Linked DNA regions of Rattus norvegicus: region 1 is linked to region 2. The links are chromatin contacts, called in public Hi-C maps. All regions are on one chromosome and are shown on one strand. Each heading gives the region's core, a stretch centred on a gene start, on an enhancer-like site or on the middle of the called end of the contact. The rest is flanking DNA. Distances are from core to core; before and after follow the strand shown.

Evidence for each region. Hi-C and Micro-C count contacts between places; a contact is called where the count stands out from the background.
Region 1: a contact with region 2 is called in a Hi-C map of liver, with 2.8 times the contacts expected there. The contact joins two enhancer-like sites. A contact is called at or near these places in 2 of 12 Hi-C or Micro-C datasets (kidney and liver).

What each region holds. Positions count from the first base shown.
Region 1 is chr6:48,171,424-48,175,569 of GRCr8, forward strand. No RefSeq gene overlaps it. Among named protein-coding and RNA genes, the nearest start is that of Rnf144a, 570 kb to the right of the region's middle. Within about 2 kb of position 2,343, at least 4 of the 93 cell types and tissues checked have an H3K27ac peak or open chromatin away from gene starts, as enhancers often do. A contact at or near this core is called in liver, where this site is marked.
Region 2 is chr6:47,755,052-47,759,197 of GRCr8, forward strand. No RefSeq gene overlaps it. Among named protein-coding and RNA genes, the nearest start is that of Id2, 290 kb to the left of the region's middle. Within about 2 kb of position 1,735, at least 1 of the 93 cell types and tissues checked has an H3K27ac peak or open chromatin away from gene starts, as enhancers often do. A contact at or near this core is called in liver, where this site is marked.

The sequences.
Region 1 (4,146 bases), core at 1,093-3,592, 420 kb after region 2:
CAAACTTTTGTGCACTCATTTCCTCTGAGAAAGCCTTCGGGGGTGACTTTGGGAAGCCATCCGCCTTCAGAAGACTTTGTTATCTCACCTGAAAGATTTGTCTACTTCCTAGATGCCTCTCAGCGTTGCCACCCATAACAGATTACATGGCACCTTCAAACAGTTCAGGCCACACTGGTATCATCCTTGTGCCAATTGGGCTGAGCTCAGGAAGGAGACAAGCAGTGAGTGGTCCTCCTTTCCAGGTACCCCTGAGTCTCTTCTAAACAGTGATGATGTTGTGTATGTGTCCAGCCTTAGGAGTGAACTTTGTCAGGCACAGCTTTCTGGTGACGCTTGAAGAGTTTCTGTAACCTGTCTTCATAGTGAACATGAAACTTATTGCCGTTAGGAAACCAACCTTCGTCTGGTTTGCATTCGTGCAGTCACTGAGAAAGCCAGCCAGAAGTTGCAATTAAAGGCCCCAAAGACACTGGACTGGACACACTAATTCACTTGTCATCTACATAAGTTGAAAGATGTGTGAGGACCCTAGAGGCAAACTCACCTAGGTGTGAGGAACGCATCCCACCCAAAATCTTAATGAAAAATATGAATAATTCTGTAGTCCTCTATGGGACTGCTACTGTACAAGATGACCTCAGGGTTCTCTCAGCTTCCTGGTATGCTGTGAATATTGGTACAGCCATCTCTACATACTGCCTTCATGATGTGTTCTCAAGTTTCCTCTGATCCTGTGCAGGTGTCCCTCTTTTTAGTTGGTAGAGTACTTGTCTAGCATGTATAGGCCATATCAAGGCAAATACCTCAGCAGGCTCCATGGAATGCCTGTGGGGTTTTAGGAAGGCTGTGTGCTATAGATAGCATAAGGATGGCATTCATGAGAAGAGTAAGAGATGAGGGCCAGAGGAAGAGTTCAGCTTCAAGAAGGCTCAAGACACCCTGGTTTATTTTATTGGCCACTTAGAGATCTCAAACATTCCTTCTAAAAAGGATCCAAGCTGGCTTGAGAGGATCAGCCATTCAATACTTCCCATCCTTAAACTTGTACATGAATAATCATGAATGTGCGTCTTTCCAGAAGATACCTGAACTTAAGGCAACTCACTGTAGACCAGGATATCCCTAACAATTCTGTCCACCAATGCCTCAAGCCCCAACCAACTATCTAGCCATATAATGGTCAAGCAGGGTGGCATCAAGTCTTTGAAATCTGTTATAAGTGTCAGGATGAGTTTTTTGCGGGGAGAGGCTGGAGCTATAACTCAAAGAGTACTTGGCTATCATATGCAATGCCCTGGGTTAGGTCCTCAGAATTACAAAAACTGGGCATACGGGTGTAAGTTTGTAATCCTAGCTTATTGGCTATGGGGACAGGAAGGTGAGAGGTTTAAAGTCATCATTGAATTGACAGCCAGCCTGGCTTATATGAGATCTTTGCTCAGGACAAAAATGAGTGAAGAAAGAAAAGAACAAAAAAAGGAAGGAAGGCAAGGAAAAGAAAGGAAAAGAAAGGAAAGGAAAGGAAAGGAAAGGAAAGGAAAGGAAAGGAAAGGAAAGGAAAGGAAAGGAACCTTTTATGAAGACTTTCTATGATGCCCTAGCTGGCCTGGAACTACTTATCATGTAAACCACTGGCCTTAGATTTGCAATAATCCCCCTGCCTCTGTCTTTTGAATGCTGAGATCACGGTTGTGTATCATTGAACATAGCTCTTACATCTGGTTAGTTTAGAGTCTTGACCTTTGATTTTTAACTGTGCCAAACCAAACATGCATGTAGGAATTCTCTCTCTCTCTCTCTCTCTCTCTCTCTCTCTCTCTCCCTCCCTCCCTCTCTCTCTCTCTCTCTCTCTCTCTCTCTCTCTCTCTCTCTCACACACACACACACACACACACACACACACACACACACACACACAAACACTGTACCGCACTCATGTACTGCCCTACAGTTTGAGAGTATTCTATGTGAAGGAAGCAATGTGGTGGTGGGTTGACTGTTCTATTTTATTCCCTTCTCCAGATCAAATGATGAAATGCATTGAAATATTTTTTAAACGGTAAACTACTGTATGTATATCAAGTATGTCTATAAGTGCACACATATTTATACACAAGAATAAGAGCTGATCCCCTAGAATTCCTAACATCATGTGCCTCCTATTAAAGACTTGGCATTTCTTGAGGGTGCTGGAGGGTGGGAATACACATATGTATTATAAGTCATTAGTAAATTCTGTTAATGTTTCATAGAAACAAACAGACAGTCACACACATGCACGCACACAGGCTACTGGTCCCTTTGGGGGATGTTTGCTCAAGAGTCTGAGCTTGGCTGGTCCCATGCTGTGTCTCAGGGCAGCCTTGCACAGGTGTGAGTGTGGGCGGGAACTGAGTTTCTAACTGAGGGAGAAAATGATAAAGCAAACAGGAAAAAGGATCACAAAAACAACTTTGTTTGATCTTTGGTTCCAAAATAATAGCTTGAGCAGAAAAGGGTGAAAGTGAAGTGGTTTAAGCAATGCTGGGAGAGGAGAACGGGGTCCAGAGAATCTAAAGCAGAGGGAGGGCTTGGCAATGCTCACCTCTCACCACAACGTGCCTTGCGTTTGACACATTGAGTCTCATCGCATGAAATAGCACACATTAGCGTAAGTGCAGAGCTGCCCTGAAAGGTGTTAGAAACCTGCTTCTGCAGTGCTGCTGAAGCCCTTGACTCAAAGCAGCCCCACAGGCCTCTGCCGCAGTTTGTTTCCTTCACCTTTGTACTCTTACGGCTCCAAACTGCAAGGACTGGAGCTCAACAATCGTTTTCCATTGGTGGCTCAGCTTCTGTGAGCTGCATAGCTAAAATCCACTTCTGTTTTGTTGTCAAACTGTAAATCGGCTTCTATGCTGGGCTTATGGGAGAGGAAGGAGAGGGCTGAAATGAACTGCCTTACAGGGGTGGGGGAGGGGAATGGGATAAAAAGCATTCCTGGGGTTTTACATGACCTCTGAAAGCCTCTTCTGCCTGCAAACTTTAAGCCCCAATCTCTAATCAATTAGCTAACTAGCTCCCCCTTTTGACATTTTCTTACAGACAAAAAGTGTACAGTGCCCTGTGAAGCAGGTGGTGCTAAGCTAGCACATAAACCCCTGCTGTTGTTAGGAATAAAAATACAGGGATGCATTAAACCCTTCTCCATGCAGTGTGCAGCAGACATCATTTTAATGATTCGTGCTGCTTTGCAGTCATTTTTTAATTTAAGGATATTTTGAAAGAGCCTATAAAGAAAAGGTGACAGACATCTGAAGAACTAGCGAAAAGTCACTTCTGACTTAAAGAGTTAAAGTCAGCATGAATTTAATCATAGATACAAATAAGACCCCGATACACCCACCCGAGTCATTTATTTTATGTGCTGATGATGTCCTTACATCATTTATTCTGTGTTTGAAATTTTATTTAACTTACTTTTTTTTTTTTTTACTTTTATCTTAAACCGGAAACAAAGAACTACACCGGAATGACAACAAGAGATTTTTCTTTGCCCATAACAAGTGGTCATGTTTTTGTGTGGTTCATCAGGCTAAGTTCAGAGCAAGCAGAGGCCACTATGTGGTGTTCACGTTGTAGAGGCCAAAAGGGGAGAGGAAGTTACCCACGCTGAGGTGCTGTGATGAGGTCTCACCCTCTCTGTAAGTCATTTTCTGGTTGCATATTTGAATCATGAAAAACTTTTTTTTTAAAATAAATTCTTGGTGTTTAGCCTCAATCTCCAGGGCTTTGTTATCCGAGGTCTAGCCTAATATCAACGTTCCAGAGCAGACACAAATACACATCCACCATTGGGGAGCCACTTACTGCCTAACACTGCCGTCAGGCCATCTTCTGACTCCCCTCATTTGCTCTGATCCTGGTTTTGCACCCCACTGGATCATCTTTGGCCTCCAGGGTCTCATGTTCACTTGTGTCTAGCACTGTGCTTGCTGGGGCTAGCAAGCTTGTACAAGCATGTGATGATGTCATCACCTTGGTCCTTCAGTGATGTGGGAGTAAAGCTTCAGTTCTGTTTGGAAGGTCTACTTTGCATCAGAAACAACAAACATTGATTTTTACATATTTCTAGAAGCTGGAAGTCCATTATCCAGCGTGGGCAGG
Region 2 (4,146 bases), core at 485-2,984:
TGAATCAAGTTTCATGCTCAGTGTGGAACTGTCAGAACAGGTAACCATAATCCTATTATAGCAACTTCCAAGTCTCATGTGTAGGATCTGATTGGGGGGGGGGCACAAGAAAAGGAAGTCTCTTTTCTTGACTGGGAAAATCTCCCTAAGGAAGCCAAGTCTAAGTGCATATATAAAGGAGGGCTGAGTTGGTAGATCCCAAAGAACCAGAGGTACCTGGGCCAAAGGAGCCCTAAGGTATCCTAGGAAGGTTGTGTGTGGGATGATGGTTGGTAAGGGCTTAGCTGAAGAGACAGAGGGTCCATGCATAGCCCAGAGGGCCTGAAAATGGGTCATATAAGGATTTTATCAGGGTAACTTCTACTATACTGCAGAGAAGGGATTAGAACGTAGGACTAATAGAAGCAGAGGCCTTTACTATCATAGCAGGGAACTTACAAGAATGGGGGATGATTTCAGTAAGGGATGGGTGGCATTTTGAACTAGCACTGTGGGAACAAGTGATGGAAACACAGCAAGCAAGCTGGCTGCTGCCAGCCCATGAGGGGATGGTGGCCTCCGAGGACTCTGAGGGACAGGTTAGTAAACATCGTCACAGTTTTAAAGTCAATTGAAAAACTTTCACGGATTTCGGATTCTAGAGACAGCAGATACAATAACCAAATTCTTTGCTTCCCAATTATATTGTTTTACTCTATCTGTTGTCCTGAAGGCACTATGTCCCTCATAGTTATAGGTGACGTGCTACAGGCTGGTGGCTACCACCTGTGTCTCCTCAGCCAGGTCACTTTGGTGTTTACCAGTAGTCTGAAGTTTTCTGAAGTGAGTGGGAATGTAACACGAAGGGCATCAGGATGGTGCTTTCTTTTTGGCACACCTCTGGCCACCACCTTCTGGGGAAAGGGGACATAGAAGAGACCCATTGAGTCTTCAAGTGTCCATCTTGGAATCTTTCGGCTCCACTGATGGCCCATCTCTCCTTTGGAGCCTCCACATAGATTCAGAATATCCTTTTTCGAAGATGCTTGACTTAAGGGTGTTAACTATATTGCTCTTTCCTGCATTTCGCAAACCTCTCTGGGGTGGGACTTGTCTCATTCCTCTCTAGAATGGGGTACAGCATGGAGCTCAGTGTGTCTTTCTGAAGGAATAAGGAATAATGAAGGGATAAGGGAACAGGCAGATAGAAATGACTGTGCTATCCTACACTGACCTACCACACTGTCCCTCTGTGTCAAAGCAGACTTTTGAAGATCATGATAATCCTGGATTTTTTTTCTAGCTATCAGGGCCAGGCAGCCTGATGGCTGAAGTGATAAGACACATCAGTGTCCATACAGCTGTTTGTTGAAATGCTGACTGGAAATACTCTTCGAAATGACTATTTTTCCAAAGAAACCTCTTTCAAAAGATACTGCTTCAAAATGGACTTGATAACTGAGTCCAGAAAAACGTGCCCTCGGAAGGGGGGGGGGGGGACAGTGGCTAGCACATCAAAGACTTCCAAAGGTCGATTGCAAAGGGGAGTCACGTGACTGATCATCTTGGCAAAGTTGTCTTTGTCTTTGTAACTGATCTGCTCCAAGGGCCACAGGGTACAAGGACATCAGATTTGTTTGAAGAGAGAAGCATCCTGTTAGCCTTGGAAATTATTGCACAAAGCCACCAGAGTGCAACTTCCTCCAACCCACTCCTCCAACCCCCACCCAGACAAGGCTGAACATCATACAAAGCTCCACCCCATACCACTCTGATCCCTGTCTGTCGCAGAGGCCGCGTGGCCAGCACACTGGCAGAGAGAGGTAGAAAGACTCCCTTCCCCACTTGCTTAGTTGTATAATTTAATAATCCCTTTGCCCTCCTTTAAGTTCACTCACTCAGGTTTGCTGTGGTCAGTCTTCTAGACTCCAAGGGCCAAGAGATCTAAACGTATCTACTAACTTTGCTATACCCTGGAAGCTTGGGCCAATGACTTCTGATGCTTCCTCACCTGAATAGATGAGCCACAAAACCTGCCTGACTGATTGTCAAGGATTTTCTGTGACTGCAGGAAGTAACTCAGCATAGGTCAACGTGTGTCCATAAACTGAGACTTGTCCTTTTCCGAATCCTTTCTGTTTGAAAGCCTTGGCATTTCTCATAAGGAAACAGATGTCCTGAGATGTTGAGTTATATCCCCATGTCATACTCAGGGACTGGTTGGAGGGTCTGAGAGTGAGATCCATGTCTTATGTGCTTCCCAAACACAGGCACCTTTGCTTGTCCTCATGTATTGGAGTTCTACAGGTAAGCTATCTAATACTTGCAAATGACTGTCACCATTTCAACATAAAGACGCGGTGTGAGTGCAGCCACACCTGTACACATACCTGCTACTACTGAACACAAGGAAGTGTTCCCTACTTTTGTTCACTAGACTGTTGCTAAGCTGGATAACTGTTCTCCTCTGTCATTTGCTTAATGAAATGCCATGTAACCTTTCCCTGTGACCTATATTAACATACAAATAATGAGTATGGTACACGTAGTACTGACTGACCGCCAGAGACTATTCTGTGCTTTCTGTATGTCTTACCTCATCTAAGCCCAAGGGAAACTTCTGCTGGGGAAATACTGTGAATATCCCAGTTTTGTATGGGGAGCTGAGGTACAGAAAAATTAAAGAACTTGCCCAAAGTCTCAATGCTAATGCAGTGAGAGTTTGAGCTCAGGAATTCATTTTAAAATTCACACCTGTTGATAGATAGAGTAAAATGCGCAAGCGCCTTGTGCTCTTGGTCCTCAGAGTGATGGAGGAACATGAGGGGGAATCCAGAGTCATGTTAGATTGCTCTTCATTGCGTCGTCCTAAACCTGACTCAACACCTAGAAGACAAGGTGGCTCGGGAAAGGTGTCCCCGTCGCCATCCTGGGGCTCCACAGGCTGCTGCTCTGGGGATATTCTTCTCCCTTTTGTCCACTTGTGCGGCTGTTCTGCCCCTGTCCCTTCTGTGTGAGGTCACAGCTGTGCGAGCTAGTCTGGTTCTGTCCAGACCTCACCTTAGGGAACACTCCTGCTTTCCCTAAGTTATCAGACCCTGTGGGCCTCCCTACCTTTTCTTTAGGGGAATCAGATATTTTATCAACTGAAACCTAGCAACAGCCCTCAGTGGCCAGGGGGACCCACATTAGCATTTGCTCTGTGTTTCTGCTCTGTCATATGCATAGAGGACAGAGGAGAGAAGCGGAACTAGGGATGCGTGAGCTTAAACAAGTGCTTGGAAGGGAGGTGGGCCTTCTGAGAGGGGTGAAGCTTAGCCATTTCCTGCTCTTCTATTCTGTGAGACCCTAGACTCTCAGTCTAACAGCAGAGTTGGCTCTTAGCAGGTGTCTAGCAGAGGAGCACTTTTCTGAATCATCTCCACTTTGTCAGAGTTGGCAGATCACTCATCATTCATTCATTCACTCGCTCGCCCACTCATTCATTCATTCTTTCGTCAAACTTTGGCTTTTGACTTAGAGCCTCACAGTACTAGGCAGACATCCAGCCTCCTAGGAACTGGGTTGTGCATGTGCATCACCACGCCTAGCTCCTCATTAAGCTTTTAGTATGAAGCAGCTGTGAACTCTACTGAACACTTAGACACCAATTAGATTCATGCTCAGCTTCAGAGAACCCTCATTGCAAACAGATAGAAATCTGTACAACGAGATAAGAGCTACAGCCAAGGCGAGAGAGGCATTCAGAAAAGCCAGGCCTAGTGAGTATGAGGGGCAGGGGCCAAGGAAGGTGCTCCGCTAGAAAAGGGAGAATGTAGGTGAGGGAGATAGGTAGAGGAACATAGGGAGGGAAAGAGAGAGGTACAGAGAGACAAATAGACAGAGACAGACACACAGAGACAGAGACAGAGACAGAGAGACAGGGAGACAGAGAAATAGAAACAAAGACAGAGACAGACAGAGAGAGACAGAGACAGAGAGATAGAGAGAGTTCACCCTAGTCAGGAGAGTCAGGGATCAGGGCTCAGGGCCCAGTTAGGTTCTGAAGATGCTATTTCTGAAGTCCCATCTCCAACAACTTTTCCAACATATCCTTACTGGGTGACAATCTCCCATCAAAGTCCCTTGCTCTGGCTCCCAGGGGGTCACTTAGCCCAAGGGAGAACA